2 separate regions of the Anas platyrhynchos genome follow, and region 2 is linked to region 1. A link is a contact called in public Hi-C data. All regions are on one chromosome and are shown on one strand. Each heading gives the region's core, a stretch centred on a gene start, on an enhancer-like site or on the middle of the called end of the contact. The rest is flanking DNA. Distances are from core to core; before and after follow the strand shown. Region 1 has its middle 73 kb from the start of IGF2. Region 2 holds the start of IGF2 (insulin like growth factor 2).

Region 1 (2,852 bases), core at 95-2,594:
TCGTGGCTGCTTTTTTTCTGAAGAGTTCAGCGCAAGCAGTCAGCAAAAGGGAGATTGAAAAAAACAGCATAAAACAGTTTCCCACTGCAAAATGTCATTTTGATGGAACTGACATTTTTGGCAAAGCCAATGTAAATTCCAGTGTTTTGTTTTGTTTGTCAAAAAAAAAAAAAAAAAAAAAAGCACAACAACAACAACAGAAAATGTCCAAATATGTAATATTGACATTTTCAGAACCAAATGTTTTACTACTTCATTCTAGCACATTTCTTAAAATTGAAATTGACTTTTTCATAGACATACCAAAAAGAGGCTACCTGGAAAAGAAGGTCTAAGTTCTTCTAAAGTACTTGGGGTTTACACAGCTTTTAGCTTTTTACTCCAGCTTGAGACTTTAGCCCGTTCATCACCTAAGAGGCAATGAGATGCCCTCTTTTGGGACACACGTTAGCCATTGGCTAACCTGGTTAGTTCTGAAGATGTTTCCAAAGAGCCCTATCCATGGCTTGTGACATTTTGGGCTGTTCTGAGTTTTCTTCCAGCTGAGCCATGCAAATGCCTATAAAATGCATCTTTAGCAGGGTACCAAAGTGTCGAGGCAAAACAGGCTGAAACCCATGTTGTCACATCATGTCCGAAAGTGAGATAAATCAAAAATATAGTCAGGCTTTGCTGGATTCCTAAGTGCTGTTCTCCCTGAAAGTGCTCGAGGGCCAGAAGAGCTGAGGGAGAGAGGAATTTGAGGGTTTTTGCTGCTGCTATAGAAGCACACAGGATTAAGCAGGGATTTTGGCTAAAGTGTGAGGCATTGAGGAGCTGCTTCTGAGGTTGTTGGTGGTGTTCTGGGGACAGATTTGGATTGTCCAGTTCCTCCCAGGTGTCAGGCATGGTGGATAGGTAATGCAGCACATCTCCCAGGGGAGGCAGGGTGGTACAAGACCATGTCTGGGGGACTCTTGCTGCCTCACTTGTTGCCAAACCATGGGGCCATCAGAAGATGCTGATAAGAAGCACCGGTGTGGCTCTTACTGTTTTTAAGCTCCTGTGCAAGTACTGGCTCTAAGTATTGATCTCAAGGGATGCTATTCTCCCCTGTCAATTATATTGCTTTGGAAATACAAAGAGAAGCTAGGAGGAGTGAAAAGCTGAGCAGTGGGTTGGTTTCGGTGGACCTGGGAGGCCAGTCTGGGTTCTTCTGCTTCACTGCAGCCCCAGCAGCCCCAACTCCACCCTTTCCCTGGGTGTCCCAGTTAGGAAAAGAAGAGGTAACTACGTGCCAGCTAGTACCTTCTTATCTAGTCACAGTATGTTCCCCGAAGGGAATTTTTGGCCTGGGTTTGTGTGTGTGTGTGTGTTTTTATATGCTTTATTTTTATCTCAGAAAGGATAGACAGTACATTATGTCTTCAGTCCAGGAGGTTACACATTAGATAAGAGACAGGCAGATACAATACAACTGCTCTGTGGAGTTATGTTCCTGAGACAGGCAGCACCGGGAATGTAGCAGGTAAATAAATTGCTTCCATCCCCCCGCATCCAGGCGGTTGATTTTGTGTCAACAAATCCAGATCCAAGCAGAGATTTCAGTGTTCATGTTCCGGCAGCCAGAGAATAAAGTCCACAGTGCTCCCTCTGCCTCTGCTCACCCCGTGCCCCATCCCTTCTGCTCCTCCTCCTGCTTCCCCTCGCCCCCACCTGCCTGCCTCCAAGCTGCGGTCCAGCAGTCACCCCACACTGCTGTCAGTGCTGCTGTCACTGGGGTGAGGAACCCCCCAAGACCTCTCCCCTGTGCCTCACATGGGGCGGTGGGGCAGATAAAAGCACCGGAGCAGCGGTGATGCTACTGGCACCGAACTGGAGCCAGGGGTGCAGCTGGGTGCAGGAAGGATGCGTGCCTGTGTGGGTAACGGTGGTGTCAACAGCTTTGTGAGAGCACGTTAACAGAAGTTGGAAAAGGGATGTTTTTATGGCCATAAATAAATAAATAAATAAATAATATATTTGGGCATTAATAGCTAGCATCAGAGCTGTTCTACCTCTGATCCTCCTTACCCCTTTCTTGAGCATCCCTTCTGGATGCTTCTTGAACTATGTGGGCTACTTAGTGCTGCAGACAGGATACTAAATTGTAAAGGGTGAGCTGCAGTGCGTCGACTCCTTCCTTTCCTTTCCGTCCTTGAGATAACAGCAGCAGCAGGCTGCGGTCCCCCAGCATCACCTGGCAGCTCCCACCACCCACCCAGCCTGCCCTGGGCAATACTGTGGAGGCATTTTGGCTCACCCCATGGCTCTGTGCCCTCCCTCACTGCCCCTAAAAGCTCCGTCCCGCACTGGGAAGATTAACAACACCTTGCGGCTCCACCGTGCTGCGATGGAGATGGTGGTGCCGGGTTTATTTTTTCAGGAGAAACAGATAAAGGCGGCACCAGCTACTACGCCACACCGAAGCTAAATGAGTAAATTTATGATTCTTCTCCTGAAAGACGTGACAGGGGGTTTTTGGATATTGAGCCCCAGCCTAGCAAAGCCTGTGACCCCTGTATCAGTCTGACAATGAGCAATTGTGGCCGTGCTGCCCCAGCATCCATCAAATGCAATGATTAAGTGACTTGACTGGCATGGCAGAGATAAAAGTCATTGTAAGTAAACATTGTCACAAGAGTGATGGCTCCCACTTAGAAAATGTTGTCTTAACTTAGGCTTTAGTTTCTGGGTGTTTCCACGATGCTCTCAACGTGCCGTCTGTGGGCTTTACAAATATTACCCGGCCTTTAATGAGTATGCCTTTGTGGTTTACCTGCGAGATAAGGGCAATCTCTTATCCTAATTTCATAGTGGGGGAAATGAGGTAC
Region 2 (2,852 bases), core at 103-2,602, 73 kb after region 1:
TTTTGGCTTCGCTCTCTTGTTTTTCCCTCTCTGTATTTTTATCCCTCCGGGACCCAACACGCCGCGGTGTTTTTTCGGATGAGAGCCCAGCAGCTCCACGCTGCTCCCCGCCGGGTCCCCGCTCCCAAAGCCCGGGCGCGGAGCGCAGCGCGCCGGGCAGCCAGGGGCCGCCGTGACCTCGCATAGCCCCGGCCCCGCCGCCGGGGCCAGCCCGGCCCACGCACGATCGCGGCTGCCCGCACACGCGCCGTGCTGCCCCCGGCCCCCCCAGCCCACCCGGGACCGCCCCACGCCCCCTCCACGCCGCTCCCCCCCCCCGCCCTCTCCGCGTCCTCTCCGCGCACGCCCCGCGCAAGGGGCGCGCAGGAGCCTCGCAGGGGGATGCGGGCAGCGCTGCGCGCCCCCCACCCACGCAAAAATAATAACAACGTATTTTTTACAGCAAATAAAAAATAAATAATTATTAAAAAAAAAAAAAAAAAAAAAACAACGGGCGGAAAAACGCCCATCGCCACAAGGCGCGCGGGTACCTTGGGGGTGCCCGGGGGGTCCCCGCACCGCACCGCACCCCCCGCAGCGCACAGCCCGCAAGTTGGCCGCGGGCAGCCCGGGCTGGGCCGGCTCTCGGGGTCCCTCTAGTGACACGCGTGGGGAGGGCGAGCAGCGGAGCCGGCACGGCTCGGCTCGGCTCGGCGCGGCGCGGCACAAGCATCCCGCGGCACAAGCATCGCGCGGCGTGGCACGGCTGGGCGCGGCGTGGCACGGCTCGGCACGGCTCGGAGCGGCGCTTACCTTGGCGCTGCCGCTGCTACTCTCAACTTCTGGCGGCGGCGGGCCGGGGAGGAAGGCAGGCTGCCGGCAGCGCTCATCCGTGTGTGCCCCGGCGCTTGCCATGCTGCTGTCCGGCCCTGGCAGCGATCGCGGCTTTGGCTCGCCTTCCCCGCGCCCTGGCTTGCTCTCCTCGCTTTGCCTTTTTGGTATGTCAAGTCCCTGCTTGAATTTGTCTGGAGGATGTTATTTTGTTACGATTAGGTATTTTGTTATTCTAGAGAGCGAGCGAGCGCTTTCCTTCCTTCTCCTCTCTATTTTTTCCTTTTCTTTTTTTTTTTTTTTTCCTTTTCTTTTTCCTTTTTTTCTTTTGTTATTTTTTCTCCTTGTTCCCCCTTTTTTTTTTTTTTGCCTTTTTTTCCTCCTCCTCTTTCTCTCCTTCTGCTTTGGCTGCCCCTTGGGTGGCTCTCACTTTTTGTTGTGGTGGTGTTTACTGACTGCGTCCCCCTGGCCGGGGCGGAGGGGCCGGCTGCCTGGCTGCCCGCTGCTCCCGGCTGGCTGCCCCACGAGCGAGGAGACAGGCAAGGCGCTCCGGCTGCCCCCCTTTTATACCCCCCCAATGGGCATGCTCTGACTTCCCCAGCGAACACCAGCCCGGCCACGCAGCCAATAATGTTGCAGAGCGATCCCTCCCTCTTTCTCCCTCCCTTCTTCGTAACCCTGCGAAGTCCAGCTCGGGGAGCGACGGGAAGTTCCAGCCGCAGGCTTTCCCCGCCCGGGAGGGGGCTTTAGCCCACCCCGGCCGGCCCCCGGCCTGGGGGGGCCCGGGGGCTGCGCGCATCCTCCGCCTCCCCCCGCAGGTGAGGGGAGGAGATGGGGGCCTGCGCCGCCAGCCCCTGCCCGAGGTGCTGGGGCACCCTCTGCGCGCCCCTCCTGCCCTCCAGAGAGCCGAAATTCCCGGGGGGGGGGGGGAGCAGAGGGAGCAGCAGGATTTGCAGCTCCAGCCCTGCTTTTGGGTCTCACTCCAGGTGCGCACAGGGCGCAGGTGGACATGCCACCCCTCCCGCCCTGCGCTGGACCCCAAAACCTCTCCTGAGGGCTCCCCACTGAAGGTGCAGACATATGGGGGTGCTGGCAGCACGGCCACCCCCGGGCTCACACCGTGGCCATACCCCGCATTACATTATCCCCGCATCATCAGATGTGAGCCCCCCGCTCTGCCTGTGTGCATCCCTGGGGACAACATGGATGGTCCCACTCTGCGGGGCACGGGGGCTCAGGTTTTGCACCCTGAAGGGCACCTCCCGAAATCGGTAGCTGCTCGCTGGGTTGCCCCCGCTCCACTTGAGCTTGTGCAAGCTGTTGCCTTTAAGCCAAGGGGACTTTTCCCAGGCTTCACTGTGAAGCGGTGCGCGATCCGAACGCGCGCCCGTTGTGATCGCCGCTCCGCTGGTGCTGCATGGCAGTCACGCCGTGCTGCACCCAGCAAAACTCCCCTTCTCCCAAAACCCTGCCCTGCTGTGGAAGCGGCTGCCTCAGAGGTGGGCTGAAAGGACCCTCCTTGCTTTCCACCAGCACCAAAGTCAGCACCCGCTGCCCGCATCCTCGCCGCTGCCCGGGTGGGCGTCCGCTTGCAGGGATGCACAGCTCAAGTTGCACTGCAAGGCATGCACCCGCCGTGGCGCTGAGAGGGGCAGAGCTGCCCAAAATTGCGCCGCAGGTTGTTGCATCTCAAGTGATGTTGGCATGGTAGGGCAAGGGCTCAGCAGCCCTCACTCTGACGTGCACTAAGGAAACTCTTTTTTAAAGTTTTTTCAAGTTTGCACTTGTTTCTTTCAAGAATGGGGTCTTGGTGCCTCTTGGGACGTCTGGAATTGCCATAAACATGCCAAAGAAAATGTGAGGTGTGAGCAGGACTGGTCCTTTGCTACTGGGCTTTGGAGATCCTGCCCTGCCCAGCATCCTGCTTATCTCTGGGCTGTCCCCTGGGCTGTGTCACTGCGTAGCACACCCAGCAGGTGAGCTGGGGTTGGGGCAGCAAACACCGGCACACCTGGGGGAGGGATGTGATGCTGAGGAAGCAT

The links. Hi-C and Micro-C count contacts between places; a contact is called where the count stands out from the background.
Region 2: a contact with region 1 is called in a Hi-C map of liver, with 4 times the contacts expected there. The contact joins the promoter of IGF2 here to the enhancer-like site in region 1. A contact is called at or near these places in 3 of 8 Hi-C or Micro-C datasets (liver, skeletal muscle and subcutaneous adipose tissue).

The regions. Positions count from the first base shown.
Region 1 is chr5:28,247,932-28,250,783 of IASCAAS_PekinDuck_T2T, forward strand. No RefSeq gene overlaps it. Among named protein-coding and RNA genes, the nearest start is that of IGF2, 73 kb to the right of the region's middle. Within about 2 kb of position 1,345, at least 3 of the 8 cell types and tissues checked have an H3K27ac peak or open chromatin away from gene starts, as enhancers often do.
Region 2 is chr5:28,321,195-28,324,046 of IASCAAS_PekinDuck_T2T, forward strand. IGF2 (insulin like growth factor 2) reads right to left here and starts at 1,353. Exons shown (of 4, transcript XM_027457601.3): 1 at 793-1,353. The coding sequence starts at 894.